3 separate regions of the Sus scrofa genome follow, and all the other regions are linked to region 1. Evidence: chromatin contacts called from public HiChIP or PLAC-seq and promoter capture Hi-C data. All regions are on one chromosome and are shown on one strand. The core of a region is the stretch at or near the end of the contact, and the rest is flanking DNA. Distances in the headings are between cores, read along the strand shown.

Region 1 (5,036 bases), core at 1,433-3,932:
CAACCGGATGATGGCATGGCAACACAGCAGCTGCGGCCACTGCATATGAGAAAAATCAGAGCCTCGTGTCTCTGGAGGGAAACTGAACAGGGCCCTACAATTGCCAGCTTCTATGAGATTGGCTGAGGGGGAGGGGGACATGGGGGGAGAAGCACAAGTAGGTGCCTACCTGGTAAGGGATGAAGGAGTGTACATCTTTCCTGCTTCCTAAAACTTTGTTTTGTGTTTTTAAAGTAAATAATTAGCTCCAGTCAGAGAGGAAATGATGCTGAGAGAAAGATAAGCATCACACGGACAGAATGTTCTTTGTAGCCCTGGAAGCAGTGTGGAGGCGATTCTTATCAGCTAGTCCACGGCTTGCTCTTTGACTGCAGGATCACAAGCCTTTCTTCCTAGCATTTGGACCCCCACTGAAAAGCCTTCTGGCTGCCACGGTTGAAGGCCCATTTTTCAAGCTCCCTTTCCAGGACCAAGGCCTGACTCCACAGTCACTAATTGTGCCAAGGCCTTGGGGATCAGGGCAGGTATCCCGAGGAGGAGGAAGAGGACACCTGGACAGATGACAATTCTTGTGACACAAAGACATCCTGCACATACTATCTGGTTGATGACACCTAGTACCAGGGCTGCCTGGGACTGAGCAGCAACCAAAACCTGCTGACCCAGTTTAAATTCAAGGATGACCTTTGCTCTGTAAAAGGTGTGAGGGCTAGGCCTCCGGTTATTAGGATTTATGTGTTAGAAGTTACCATTGTAGCTCAGTGGTAATGAATCCAACTAGTATCCATGAAGATGTGGGTTTGATCCCTGGCCCCGCTCAGTAGGTTAAGGATCCAGCATTGCCGTGAACAGAGGTGTAGGTTGCAGGCACGGCTCAGATCTGGTATTGCTGTGGCTTGTGGCATAGGTGGGCAACTGCAGCTCTGACTTCGACTCCTAGCCTGGAAACTTCCTATGCCACAAGTGCAGCTCTAAAAAGAAAAAAAAAAGATTTATGTGTTACACCTAGGTCTGGTCCAGGACCCTGTCTCTTTCTCCATGTTCTGCTTTCCAGGTGAGGGCCCAGAAAGTCTGTGTGGGTTTGTCATTGGGCCCATGATAACTCACTTCTCTTTTGGCCTATGCATTAGTGATCTATGGCTGTGTAACAAATGACTCCAAAACATAGCAACTTAAGACCACAAATATTTATTTTCTTCCAGTGTCTGTGGGTCAGAAATCCAGGCAGCTCAGGTGGATGCCTCTGCTACAAGGACTCTCATGAGGCAGCTCTAGGCTGGGGTTGAAGTTCTCATCCGAAGGCTCGATTGGCTTGGGGGTAGGGGGAGGTAACCTTTCCCAAGCTAACTCATGTGGTTGTTGGCAGGCCTCAATTCCTGTCTACAGGGCTGCCTAAGGACATGGCAGCTAGCTACTCCCACAGTGAATGATCCAAGAAAGAACAAGAAACAGAGAACTCAAGGTGGAAGTGGCAGGGTTTTTTATAACCTTGTCTCAGCAGTGACATCACATGACTTCTGCCATATGCTGAACGTTACAACTGAGTCAATTAGTCCAGCCCACACTCAGGAAGAGGAGATTACACAGGGCATGAATACCAGGAGGTGGGGGGGGGGGATCACTATCAGCAGGGGGCTGTCTTCCAGTGTGCTCACCATACCTTCCACGCTTTGTGATACTCCAGCAAATGCAGCCCTATGCAGAGAAAAAGTAATACGTGTCTGCGCATTCATAAGTGTCAGGCCTTCACACTTTTACACTGTCTACTAATTATTCCCCGGCATGCGGAAATACTGAATATTCATGGAATTGTGACTGAGAATTCAGACCCACAACACTGAACAAAGAAATATTCTGCTTTTGTTCTGGCAAATACGGAGTATCACGTGATTGCTTTTAGAAACCTGGGTGACATATTCTCTCTGCGCCTCTTGATTATGTCATGGCTTGCTTTAAGCGGAAGGCATTAAGGAATTACTTCTATTTCAAAACCGAATTGGATAAACCCTCCAGCACCACCCTGCAAACAGTGTGATGTCATAAAAATTTCAGAGGACTATAATCATTGAGAGTCTAATAATGCACTTATTTCTCAAAGCAATACTATTTTTCTTACATGGTGCATTTTATATTTATAATGTGCCATTAATAATGTCTCAGTAGAAATTAGAATAGAGCATAAAAGGCTGCAATGTGGGGGATTTTATGTTGCTAGGAAAGCGTCCATCTTCACACTCCTAACCTTTGGCTGAGTCTGCACTTGTGGCTTCCCACTAGGTATTAACACAGACCTGGGGATCATTTCTCAGATGTCACTTTCTATCAATTTTACATCCACCTTTCTGGACAAAGCCTTCACTCAACTCTCTGGTTTCCTGTGCTTTAGTAAAAAGATGAAGCATTAGAACGGGAGGTTCTGTGATCTGGCCAATGGGCTAGTAGGAGCCGCATTTAGGGAAAAAGGGAAAATTGTTGAGCTCTAACTGATGCTTTTGAACCACCTTTGAAAAGGTCCCTGTTTTCACAACAAGCTACAATGAAGCTAATGTTTCTGTTATGAAAGCCCTCCACTGCAGTTTCAAATGTCTGCTTTTTTTTTTTTTTTTTTCTTAACCACAGCAAAGGCTAACCCGTTTTCTCTCCAGAGTTACCAGATCAGGAATTCTTCCCGAAAGGCTGCTCTTTAACTACTTTGTTGCTATTTATCAGAAACCAGAAAGATAGTTTTTCTTGTTATGCTTTTTAATACGGCGAGCAAATTTATTTTGAGAATGATAAATTTCAGAATTACTCCTGCCTGAAGCTCCTCTTGTCAGGGCTCCACCCTACCCTCCAAGTCACTTTTGGTCCATGACGAAACACGGAATGCATCAGGCCCCAAAGAGATCTGTGAAATTCAGTGTAAAGGAGGAGGTGGAAATCGCGGGGGAGGATTTTGAAACTATTTTGCAGCCCCAACTTGGGCGCTGAAAGAGCCCCCTGAAGGCTGATAAATACGGAACGTCCTGTGCCCATATGATCAGTGGAAATGACGAAGAACGTGCAGATCCTATGAGGGGACGTGAGGAGAGGAGGCTTGCGTTTTAAGGTCCAGTTTAGTCATTATTTGGTTAAAAACAAAAAACAAACCAAAGCAAATACACAGAGCACTCTGCTCTCTAGCACGACCTAGCCTCAACGCCACACTGAAAAAACTTTCTCTTCCTACTTCCTCACCCTTTGTTTCTCCTGGAACCTCAGCTTTGGGTCCCTGAACCCCAACACCATCTCCCCCACCCAGCCTGAGAGGAGGCGCGACTTCACTTCTTCGGCGCGAAAACGACCCGGCTGGAGCGAGCTTGACCGCGAGGGGTGCAGGCTCGGCGGACCGCTGCCCTCTTCCTCCCGCAGCCGAGGGCGCGCAGAGCCGGGGGCGCGGGCGGCTGCAGGGCCCGGCGCGCCACCGCGCGCGAGCTGCTGGGCCACAGCCCGGGCCGCGCCACCCGCTCCGCGAGGAAGTGACGACTGCGCCGTCCCGAGAGCAACAAAGTTTGAGTCTGCGGGCCGTGTCTGCGGGCCGTGCTCGCCTGCGCCCCGCGCCTCGCACCCCTCTGAGCGGCCCCGGGATCCAGCGCGCAGGTGAGCCGCGGGGCTCGGCGCCCCCTTCGCTGCCGGGGCGCCGACGTGGGGCTGGGAAACGTTCTGGGCCGGAGCTTGGCCGCGCGGGCGGGGATTTGGCGGGCCGGGCAGGGCCGGCTGCGCTGGGCTTGCGTGCGGAGGGCGCTGCAGGGAGGGAGCTCGGCCGAGAGCCGGGCCTCGAGCTGAGCCCCAGTGGTCGCAGGTTTGCCGCGGGACTTAAATCAGCCAGGGCTGCAGCCGGGCCGCTCCAGGCGCCGTTGGCGAGCGGAGGGGTGCAGGGAAGGGGCTTCCCGCGGCCTGCGTCCCGGGCTAGTTGTCCGCCCGGCGCCCCCCATCCCCACAGGCTGGGCGCAGCCGCCCTCCAGTCCCCGCCCGGTGCTTCCCAGGGAAGCGTGCTCTTCCTCTTCGCAGCCCTCGCTGAGGTCGCAGGAAGGAAGTTAAAGGAACTTTCCCCCCATTTTTCTTTGCTTGGCCCCCCAGTGACGAAGAGCAGAGCAACTAGGCAGTTTGGGAAAACAACCCTACGCATTTCCAAAAAGCAAATCCAGAATTGCCCCTTAAGTCCCTTTTGAATAAATTCCGCTGACACCCCCCCCACCCTTTCTCCTCCTACACCACGTCCCGAACCTGACAGTAATCACTAAGTCCTAACACTTTGCAATTTAGCCATAAAAACTGTCAGCACACCCACGTACATATGTGAGTGTTTTCTATATAAAACTGCAAAACCCGCTTCCAGTGGACTCTGTGGCATCTCGCTCTTTACTGTTTGCAAAAGCTGCTAGGGCTTCGTGAATGTGCTTGGGAACTTTGATGGTGATTCCCGCCGCCCTCTGTACCCTCGTGGCGCAGGGTTGCCTTTTTTTTTTTTTTTAAAGAGCAGCTGAGAAGTTTGTGACATCCCTGCAAACTAACTTGGGACTGGCGGACCTATGCCGGGTGGCGCCCAGGCTCCCTGGCTTGGAGTCTGCAAGTGCAGTAGCAGCGGCCCGCGGTGGGGACGCGTCAGTGTGTGCAGGAATGTAGGTCCCTACCGTGGAGACTCCGACATGGGATGTCTAGAGGTTGAATGGTGCAGTTCCTAGCATCAGCTTCCTGCCGGCCTGTAATTACAGCGTGATTGCACAGTCAGGCATTGTTGGCGTGGATGTTTATACACAGGCTATTGTGCAAGACCTCGGTGGCAGCGAGCAAAACGCAGATTTGCATTGCAAATCCCCAGAACAGATCTGGGCCTGGGCTGCAGTGGCCAAGTTCTTTTTGGCCTTTCACCTTAGCTAGATGATTTATTTCCTTGCCTCTCCCTTAACCTCGGACAATTTGCCACACGCCAGAGACGTGAAGTGTACCCAGGAGGGCAGGATCCGTCCACTCCTACCTCAGGCAGCCTGAACGCTGTCCCAGGATTTGTACCCTTA
Region 2 (5,036 bases), core at 933-3,432, 49 kb before region 1:
TTGCAGCAACATGGATGGAACTAGAGAATCTCATCCTGAGTGAAATGAGCCAGAAAGACAAAGACAAATACCATATGATATCACTTATAACTGGAATCTAATATCCAGCACAAATGAACATCTCCTCAGAAAAGAAAATCATGGACTTGGAGAAGAGACTTGTGGCTGCCTGATGGGAGGGGGAGGGAGTGGGAGGGATCGGGAGCTTGGGCTCATCAGACACAACCTAGAATAGATTTACAAGGAGATCCTGCTGAATAGCATTGAGAACTATGTCTAGATACTCATGTTGCAACAGAACAAAGGGTGGGGGAAAAAACGTAATTGTAATGTATACATGTAAGGATAACCTGACCCCCTTGCTGTACAGTGGGAAAAAAAAAAAAAAAAAAGCACAGTTTTCCAACTTGATACTGGATCCAAAGATAACTGACCCTAAGTGGTGATTAAGGACATCTTGATGGCTAATTTTCAATCAAAGGAATCTTTCCAAATGCAGTTTCATATTTGCCCTTTTCTCTAATTACTTTCAATGTATGCTTTATTGCATTAAATTATCTGTCCAAATACTGCTGATCAGTATGAAAAGTACACTATCAAAGTTTTCTCCCTCTGTATTACATTAGAAAGTTTTCAAGCGTCAAACACTACAATCAACTAAAGTAGGACAATCGCACAGTATCCCTCAATAGCACAAGGGACAGCACAATTAAAACATAAAGAACTGAGTCACAAAATTAAAATCTAAAATATGATAAACCAGTTCTAGATCTCAAAGGAAGGCAGGATGGTGTTAAATGTATTCCAAGTAGGGTAAAAAAAAAAAATCCTCAAGTCCTAACTGACTGACGTCAAGTAAACCATTTGCCTGATACGATATAAAGCAGGTTCCTAACTGGTAGAAACCAATACTCCAAAATAAGACAAGAGCAACAATGAACTGAAAAATTCTAGTGCCCTCAAAGAGTGTATTATTCGACTGTCTACCTTGCAGCCTAATAGAGGGGAAAGGGCACTGAGCTCCGGAAGAGCAGAGCACAAGTCCTGCTTCTAATCTCCCGAGATCTTGGCAAAGTTCCTTCTCTCAGCTTGCTTCCAGAATGTTCCTACGTGCCAGGAACTGGGCTAAAGACTTAATAGTCATGGTTCCTTTAACCCCTCCACCCAACAACCCTATAAGGATGGTACTGTCATTATTCCTATTTTACAGAGGAGAAAAAAAGGGGCACAGAGAGGATGAATAATTTGCCCGAGGTCACACAACTGGTAATGAATACACAACAAACACCACTGCAGTAACATGAGCCTCTCAAGGTGCTGACCTTTAAAAAATAGGGAAAACGAACAAACCAACAAACTTTATCCTGATCTTGCTCAATTATTCTGCCACAAAAGATTCCATTCACCGGTCAAAATTTGTAAATCTCTGAATTTTCTCCACTTTTTCTGGACGGTGGCTCTCCTCACCTTTGGGACTTCTGGTTTCCTCCTCCTTTTCCATGTTTAGCATGTGGCGATTCCTGCATAGATAGCTCTTCCCTGTCTCACCTTCCTTTATGGTTCCCACTACCAACCACTTACATGTAAAGTACTAAAAATCTACGTCTACAGCCCAGAATTTCAAACTGACTTCCCCAGACAGTAAGCACCAAGAGGACAGGTCCTCATACCTGCTTAGCTCAGTGATTTATGTTCACCTCCTATGCCTGGCACATGGTAGATGCCCATTAAATATGTGTTGTGAACGTCCTAAAGGCACCTTAAACACAATTACGACCACATTTGAGGGTCCTTGCTACCAACAATTCTTTACAAAAACAAAACAAAACAAAACTCTGCCTCAGCTTCTTCCCGAGCATTTCCCCATCCTAGTGACCTAGGTAATAATTCCAACGCTGCCAGCAGCTCCAGAGGAAGCCTGGAGATCACCCTGATTCCTTGACCCTCCCTCGCCCCAAGGACCAACCCACCTTCGCATTCCGCAGCCCCAACACCTCGGAAGGGGAGTCCCTTAAGGTTCGCTCACCTCCAAGGGTCGTGGGAGGAAGTCTCGCGAGATTTGCGAAGCTGGCGAGGGGCTCGCCGCGCGACCTCCGCCCTCTGACTGCAGTACGCAGGCGCTCAGGACTAGCCCTCAGTTCTACACCCCCTCCCATCCCAGGGGCGGGCTCTTGAAGTTTAGGCTTGTTGCTGGGCTTCCACGTTTTCGGGAGAGGCCAGGAAGGTGCTGAGCTTTAAAAACTGGTTGCTGTCTGGGCAGTGTATTAATAAGTTAACCAGAGTTGGTGCCCTGTGGCCGCCCCTTACTGCCTGGATCCAAAGAGCAAATCGTTCAACCTTGACCAGAGAATTCACTTCTAGCAGGCTTTGAAAGAATTTTATTTGTTTTATGGATTTCTCTAGGAGCCTCCGATTGGAGTATTACAGTGAGACAGGGCCTGCCCCTCGTTTGATGAAAGGAGAAACTGAGGCTTGGAGGATTGCTGTGATTGAACCATCTACCTTTCAGCTAATTAGGGACAGTGCTGCCCTTAAATAGTCTCTTCAGGGAGTTCCTGTTGTGGCGCAGTGGAAACAAATCCGACTAGTAACCATGAGGTTGTGGGTTCAATCCCTGGCCTGTTCAGTGGGTTAAGGATCAGGCGTCGCCGTGACCTGTGGTGTAGGTCGCAGACGCGGCTTGGATCCAGCGTTGCTGTGGCAGTAGCATAAGCCTGCAGCTACAGCTCCAATTCCACCCCTAGCCTGGGAATGACCATATGCCATGGGTGCAGCCCTAAAAAAGACCAAAAAAAAAAAAAAAAGAATCTTTCAAAGTAGAAAAGAAACCCTGTAACATTAAATTAATTTTGTAGTTTTTTTGTTTGTTTTGTTTTGGTTTTTTCCTGGTGTTGCTGTGGCTGTGGTGTAGGCCAGCAGCAGCTCCAATTCAACCCCTATCCCGGGATCTTCCAAATGCTGCCCGTGTGGCCTTAAAAAACAAACAAACAAAAACAGTTATCAGTAGATGTTAAGTCTAAGGGAGACTGATATTCTGCACTCAATTTGGATTCTCCATCCAATTTCAATTAGGGGAGTTTCCCCACACACCAGCAAGCAGTGCTCAGACACCAGCTTGGGTGTCTTACAATTCAGCTCAATTCTGATACTATCTACCTGGAGATAACATCAGATCCCACAAGGACTCAGTCCTCTAAAACTGCCCCTCACACTCGCTTGCTCGCTATCTCGCTCTTGCGTGCTCTCTCTCTCACACACACACGCGTTCAGATGCCAATGGAAAGTCCATATTGTCACCTATGCTTCTGACAAACAGGTTATAAATTGGAGGTTCCAAGGATCCCCTGCCTGGGTTCAATCAATTTTCTAGAGCAGCTCACAGAACTCTGAGAAGCATTTTACTTACTAGATTACAATTGTTATAAAAAGGATACAGCTCTGGAGGAGTCAGGTGGAAACAATGCATAGGGTAAATACTAGAAAAGGGTGTAGAGCTTCCATGCTGTCTCCAGGCTGGACAGTCACCCTTCATTTCCAAGTGTGCACTAACCTGGAAGTTCTCCAAACCCTATCCTTTTGGATTTTTATAGAGGCTTCGTTACACAGGCACAAATGACTAAATCATTGGCCGTTGCAATTGTACTCAAACTCCAGCCCCTCTCCCCTCTCAAGGGGGTAGGGTGGTGAGGTGACCGAAAGTTCCAAACTTCTAACCCTTTAGTTGGTTCCCGTGATAAGTAACTCCCATCATAGGTTGTTTGTCAGCTTTCCAAAAGTTACTTTATTAACATAAGCAAAAGATACTTGGATGCTCTCTTCACTTAGGAAGTTCTAAGGGCTTTAGGAGCTTAGTGCCAGAATTGGGTGAAGACCATATATGTGTACTTATTACTATAAATCATAATATAACAGGGATAGTGTATTGAGAAACAGGATATTTGCATGGTCATAAAGTGTTTCCACACAGAGGTATTAGTGCAAGGGAGGGAAAAAGTGGTAATTATGCAGTAGAAAAATCAGGCAATGTCTTGATTTTGGTGATCAAAATTAATATCATCAGTAAAGGATAGATGACTACTGAATGTCTCTAGATATGCTAAAGTATACTATAGCAAACTAAGTGAAGTAAGTCAGAAAGAGAAAGACATACCATAGGATATTACTTATGTGAAATCTAAAATTACTTATGATATTATTTATGTGGCATGGATAAACCTATCTACAGAACAGAAACAGACTCACACATAGAGGACAGACTTGTGGTTGCCAAGCAGAAGGAGAAGGGTGTGGCATGGACTGGGAGTTTGGGCTTAGCAGATGCAAACTATTACATTTAGAATGGATAAGCAATGAGGTCCTACTGTATGGTGCAGGGAACTATTTCCAATCTCTTGGGATAGAACATGATAGAAAATAATATGAGAGGAGTTCCCATTGTGGCGCAGTGGTTAACGAATCCGACTAGGAACCATGAGGTTGCGAGTTTGGTCCCTGCCCTTGCTCAGTGGGTTAAGGATCCGGCGTTGCCGTGAGCTGTGGTGTAGGTCACAGACGTGGCTCGGATCTGACGTTGCTGTGGCTGTGACGTAGGCCAGCAGCTGTAGCTCACATTTGACCCCTAGCCTGGGAACCTCCATATGCCGCGGGAGCGGCCCAAGAAATAGCAAAAAAAGACCAAAAAAAAAAGAAAAAAGAAAAAAAGAAAAGAAAAGAAAAGAAAAAAAGAAGCTTAAAAAAAAAAAGAAAATAATATGAGAAAAGAATGTATGTATATGTATGACTGGGTCACTTTGCTGTATAGCAGAAACTGGCGGAACATTGTAAATCAACTATATTTTAATTTTTTTATTTCTTGCTTTTTAGAAACTTACCTGCAGCATATGGAAGTTCCCAGGCTAGGGGTCAAATGTGAGCTACAGCTGCTGACCTACGTCACAGCCACAGCAACGTCAGATCCGAGCCACGTCTGTGACCAACATCACAGCTCAGGGCAATGCTGGACAATGCTGGATCTTTGAGCCACTGAGCAAAGCAAG
Region 3 (5,036 bases), core at 1,190-3,689, 46 kb after region 1:
AAGCCCATAGGTCCCTGGCGTTGAGATCAGATTCTTGCTGTATCTTCTGCCCAGGACTGTTTGTGGTGTGGTCAGAGACTGGTTGCAGCAGTGAGGCTCTTGGAGGAAGGGAAGAGTGAATCGAGCCTTAACAGACAGTCAAACAGACTGATAGAGTGGGTGTAAGTGTCTGGGGCCCCATGATGTCTGTGGGTTTCCTTTTGCAGTGTTTCTGCATCCGTTGTCAGAGGCCCCGTGGCTGGTCCCAGGGGTGAGCTGCCTTACAGGAGTTCCTCATTAGACCCTCCTCCCTGCAACCCCAGGGAGTTGGCCCATCGGTCGGCAGCCTTCGGAAAGGATGGCTTCCTTCCTCTTCCTCCCTGTGAGGAAGGCCAGGCTGACTTCTACCTGAGGGACAGAGGAGGAGGGCTGGGGCAGAAGAAATAGGAGGAAGTGGCTCAGTCCGGCCAGGATGCAGGCTGAGCCGTAGGAATGGGGTATGAGAGCTGGAAGCCCCAGCAGCAGCAACCAGAACTGAGGCAGGGCTGGGCTTGCAGGGGATGGAGGGTCCTGGCCTGGAGAACGAGGCCAAAGCGGCCAGTGGACTCCCCAGCCTGCTGGCACCTCTGTGGGGAGGCCCCTTCCCTCCTTCCCTTCCCATAGGACTAAGGGTCCCAGCTGTACGGGGCCGGATAGGAGAGGTTTACCTGCCAACAGTTCAGGTGAGGGTAAGGGGCTTCCCAGCGCCAGTGAGGAGGGATATCTGTGTTCCAGAAAATGCTTGCCCTGAGACCAAAGATTGGGAGCATGCTGTGGAAAGGAGGTGTGCAGAGAGGGCCCTGACGTCCTAGCCCCCTGTCTTAGGGATAAGGAATAAAAGCTTGGTCTTGGAGTCAGGCAGACCTAAGTTCAAGCCCTGACTCTGTAACTATAATTTTCATGAGACCATTGGCAAGTTACTCAGCCCCTCTGCACCTCATCTAACTCAGCCGTAAAATGGAGGTTAAAATGCCAGTGCTTCCTGCTTTAGCTTCATGCTGTCTTGAAAACATGTGCAGCACACTTAGGATCTGCCTGTACCTGTGGCATAGGGAGGTTCCCAGGCTAGGGGTCAAATGGGAGCTGCAGCTGCTGGCCTACGCCACAGCCACAGCCATGCCAGATCTGAGCCGCATCTGCAACCCACACCACAGCTCATGGCAACAGCGGATCCTTAACGCACTGAGTGAGGCCAATGGTGGAACCTGCATCCTCATGGACACTAGTCAGGTTCTTAATCCACTGGGCCACAATAGGAACTCCTGTTATTATTATTGCATATACTAGCTGCTGCTGCTACTACTACTATTATTACGTGCCCTGGTGCCTCTCCTCCTACCTCTAGGGTTCCCAGGCATCTTCCACTCTTTTTCCATCCCCCTAGATAACCACCTTTCTTCTCTGAGGGTCCCAGGCCTGGGTGTCTGTGCTCTTAGCACTGTTAGCAGCCTTCCAATGGGGGTGACAGGGAGGCCTCTGCAGAAGCTTCAGCCTCTCCTGAATTGGCCCTTTGATTTCTTCTAAACAATTCTTGGCCCAGCTTTGGAAACCTACTGTGGCGTCCAGACGAAAGGCCCTCCTTGTTGTGCACAGCGGGGGATGGGAGGTAGACCAGCTGAGCCTGGCCCTTCCTGACCTGACCAAGCAGCTGCAGGTGAGCAGGCCTGGAGCAGGAGCAGCCCTACCTTGGATCCCTCTTCACGGACTCCACCGGCATCTCCCCTACCGCTGAGCGGCCATCCTCGTGCCTGGGTACCCTGCCTCAGACACACACGTGCACCCAAGCCCATCTGCCACGTGGACCTTCCCTTCCTCCAAGCCCCAAGCCTGTGCTGTGGCTCACAAGGCGACAGGGCTGTGATGTGATGGGGGGGGCTGTCTGTGTACAGTAGGGGAGGGGAGGCTCCCAGTTCACGGGAGGCACGTGGACCTGCGCCCTCCCCCTCCCCCCTTCCCTCCCTCCTGCACGTTCTTCCTTCCTGGGTCTTGCGTCTGCAGACACACACGTACTTGTAGCTGGTTTGTGCTGACTGGAGAGGCAGAGCCTGAGATCTGGAGCCGGGACAGTCCCACCCTGCAGCTTCAGGATGGCGCCCGGGGTTATTTTCGGTCTGGCGGCTGACTGTAGGGCTCCGCTCTGAATTGGGCTGGCTGTCAGGGAATGAGGGTTTAAAAGCAAGAGGGCGGGGGGGGGGGGTGTTCGGGGAAGCGGTTTCCGTGGCCTCAGCCCTCTCGGCTGGTCCTCGTCCTCCCCTTGTGCCGGGGTCTGGGTGACTGGGGGTCCGCCTTGTCTCCCCCTCTTGCAGCTTCCAGAGGCGAGACAAAGGGGGGGGGGCGAGCAGGGAGCGTCGCTCTCGCGGGCGACAGGGCCTGGGAGCTGAGGAAGGAAATGGAGGAGGAAGTTCCTCCCCTTCGGGGTGCTGGGTGAAAGTGAGAGGCAGCAGGGGGCGGGAGCGCGGCACGCCCGCTGCTCCTGGAGGGGAAGGGCTGGGGAGCTGCGGAAGCCTGCGGAGGAGCGATAGCGCGGCCGCCTCCCAGGGGTCGGGGCATCGCCGGGGGCAGCCAGGGCTTCGTACTAGAGTCTGCCCGTGTGCCCAGTTCTGCTCTCCTCTCGGCGGCTTTCCTAGGAACTCCCGGAGCTGCTAACAGTGACCTCGAGTTTCTCGGTTCTGACGTCTGAGGTCAGCCTGGACCTGCAGATCCAGTCCCCAGGGCTTCCTGAGCTCTCTCCCCCCCCCCCAACCCCCTTCTAGACTGAGTGGCTCAGGATCAGAATCTTCCTTTGGCAAAGAGGTGGATCTTGTAGCTGCTCCCCCTCCCATCACCAACCTCCAGAGGGGGGCACCCCTCACACAGTAAACAACAGCAAAAAAACCCTCTCTGAAGAAAGAAAACGTCTGAATACATGCAAGTGATAGGTGTCAGTTATAACTTGCATGTAAGTAATAAAAGCACATGTAAATGAAAAATACTGGTCTCAGTTCTTTCCACTGTGTAGCAGGATAAATAGAGCAACCTGGTTTTGTTTTTGTTTTTAAAATCAAGTTAGAAAACAAACACAGGAACACTGTGAGCCCTTAGTCACGCCATGTCCTGGAGAAACCTTCTGGACCTGAGAAGTTCTAAGCAGTCTGCACACCCGCAATATTGCAGCTCTACTATTCCTTTACTCCAGATGCCAGGCGCTCTTTGGCAGTGGCGGAGGCGGGGTGGGAACTGTTGACCAGCCACCGGGCTGGATCCTGTCTCCAGCCAGCAGAGGTTGCAAAACAGGTTCTGTGCTGTTAGGGGAAGAATCGGCAGCCACAGTTCCACCCAGCAGCTCCTCCCAGGGGTGGGGCTAGAACTGCACACACCCTTCTGGGGCCTTACCTACCACCAGTGCTTGGGCCTAGCCTTGGGCCTGGGACTCTGCAAGGGCCTGGTGGGGCTTCCAACCCTTGGGCTGCACAGTTGGGAATGGCTCCTGTTTCCTCCCCTTTCTGTCTGAGGTCTCAGAGCAGGAGTGTCAGAGGAGGCAAAACTCCTGCTGGGTCTGGTGAGGAGGCTACTGCCTGGTCAGATGTAAGAGGACCTGCCTGGCTGTCCAGGGGGTTGAGGCCTGGCTTCAGAGGAGAAGAGAACCCACCATGGCCGTTGCCACTCCTTATCCCAGCTTGACCAAAGGCGATCAGGCTGGATTGGATCTCAGCCTTGGCAGGTATCTTTGTGCTGCATGCAAGTTACATAACCAAATGCAGCAGTTCTGGAGCCTAACCAAGAGGGCGAGGTGGTGGGACAACAGGAGAGCCCCAGGGTACCCTGGGAGATGTTGCTGCCTTCTGGTAGCTCCCCCGTGGTCCTGGCTCCTGCCTCACCAATGCTGCTCTGTGCCCTTGGGCTTGTCCCCAGGAGGCTGTGGAACCGAAGGGCCCTTGAGGCCCTCCTCTCACACTTGTGCTGACCTCTGGAGCATCATGGGAGACTGTGGCTGATGCTATTGCTCTTCTGTCTGCAGGCTCCAGAGCCCTGTGGAGCATCATGAACTGCGAAGAGTAGAGAAGCCCAAGGGCCTCTCTACAGCGAGGAAGGAAGAGCCAGCAGTTCCTTCTCCCTGTGCCTGACTGCATCATCCAGCATTTTCTCTGCCCCCATTGGCTGCCGGACTAGGGCCAGGCTTCGAGCAGGACCATCCCCCAGGGGATGGGCAGCCGGTGAAGTAGGTCTCACTCCGGGGCCCCGTTGGCCACACCATGAACCTCCAGGCCCAGCCCAAGGCTCAGAACAAGCGGAAGCGTTGCCTCTTTGGGGACCAGGAACCAGCTCCCAAGGAGCAGCCCCAAGCCCTGCAAGCCCCCCAGCAGCCCCCGGCCCCTCCTCAATCCACCAGAGTCAAGGAGGAGCCTTACTTTGGGCAGGAGGGTCCAGCAGGGGCTGTCCCTGCCTCCCAGCCTGTGGAACTGCCCCCTCCCAACAGCCTGGCCCTGCTGAACTCTGTAGTGTATGGGTCTGAGCGAACCATGTTGTCCCAGCAGATGGGCTCAGTCAAGTGGCCCAACTCTGTGATGGCTCCAGGGAGGGGCCCAGAGCGTGGAGGAGGTGGGGGTGTCAGTGACAGCGGCTGGCAGCAGCAGCCCGGGCAGCCTCCACCCCACTCAACGTGGAACCGCCACAGCTTGCCCCTCTACAGTGGACCCAAGGGGAGCCCTCATCCTGGCATGGGGGTCTCCACCTACTATAACCACCCCGAGGCACTGAAGCGGGAGAAGGGAGGGGGGCCGCAGCTGGACCGCTATGGAAACGCCGTGCGGCCAATGATGCCACAGAAGGTGCAGCTGGACGTAGGGCAGCCTCAGGCGCCCCTGAACTCTTTCCATGTGGCCAAGAAGCCCCCAAACCAGACGCTGCCCCTGCAGCCCTTCCAGCTGGCGTTCGGCCACCAGGTGAACCGGCAAGTCTTCCGGCAGGGCCCGCCTCCCCCCAACCCTGTTGCCGCCTTCCCGCCGCAGAAGCAGCAGCAGCAGCAGCAACAGGCAGCC

Evidence for each region. Promoter capture Hi-C pulls out the DNA fragments that hold promoters and counts their contacts. HiChIP or PLAC-seq counts read pairs in DNA pulled down with a chosen protein or histone mark.
Region 2: a contact with region 1 is called in a promoter capture Hi-C map of liver, with 2.4 times the contacts expected there. The contact joins the promoter of PTGR2 here to the promoter of ELMSAN1 in region 1. A contact is called at or near these places in 1 of 5 promoter capture datasets (liver), 3 of 47 Hi-C or Micro-C datasets (liver and skeletal muscle) and 1 of 2 datasets of contacts at active chromatin or transcription factors (skeletal muscle).
Region 3: a contact with region 1 is called in an H3K27ac HiChIP or PLAC-seq map of skeletal muscle. The contact joins the enhancer-like site here to the promoter of ELMSAN1 in region 1. A contact is called at or near these places in 1 of 5 promoter capture datasets (fetal liver), 12 of 47 Hi-C or Micro-C datasets (blood, brain, embryonic fibroblasts and 8 more) and 2 of 2 datasets of contacts at active chromatin or transcription factors (alveolar macrophages and skeletal muscle).

The regions. Positions count from the first base shown.
Region 1 is chr7:97,122,882-97,127,917 of Sscrofa11.1, reverse strand. It overlaps ELMSAN1 (ELM2 and SANT domain-containing protein 1), which reads left to right and starts at 2,682. Exons shown (of 13, transcript XM_021099496.1): 1 at 2,682-3,618.
Region 2 is chr7:97,171,289-97,176,324 of Sscrofa11.1, reverse strand. It overlaps PTGR2 (prostaglandin reductase 2), which reads right to left and starts at 2,182. Exons shown (of 10, transcript XM_003128657.4): 1 at 2,027-2,182.
Region 3 is chr7:97,076,249-97,081,284 of Sscrofa11.1, reverse strand. ELMSAN1 (ELM2 and SANT domain-containing protein 1) reads left to right here. Exons shown (of 13, transcript XM_021099496.1): 2 at 4,016-5,036. The coding sequence starts at 4,251. Among named protein-coding and RNA genes, the nearest start is that of PNMA1, 27 kb to the right of the region's middle. Within about 2 kb of position 2,439, at least 52 of the 83 cell types and tissues checked have an H3K27ac peak or open chromatin away from gene starts, as enhancers often do. A contact at or near this core is called in alveolar macrophages, brain, embryonic fibroblasts and 6 more, where this site is marked.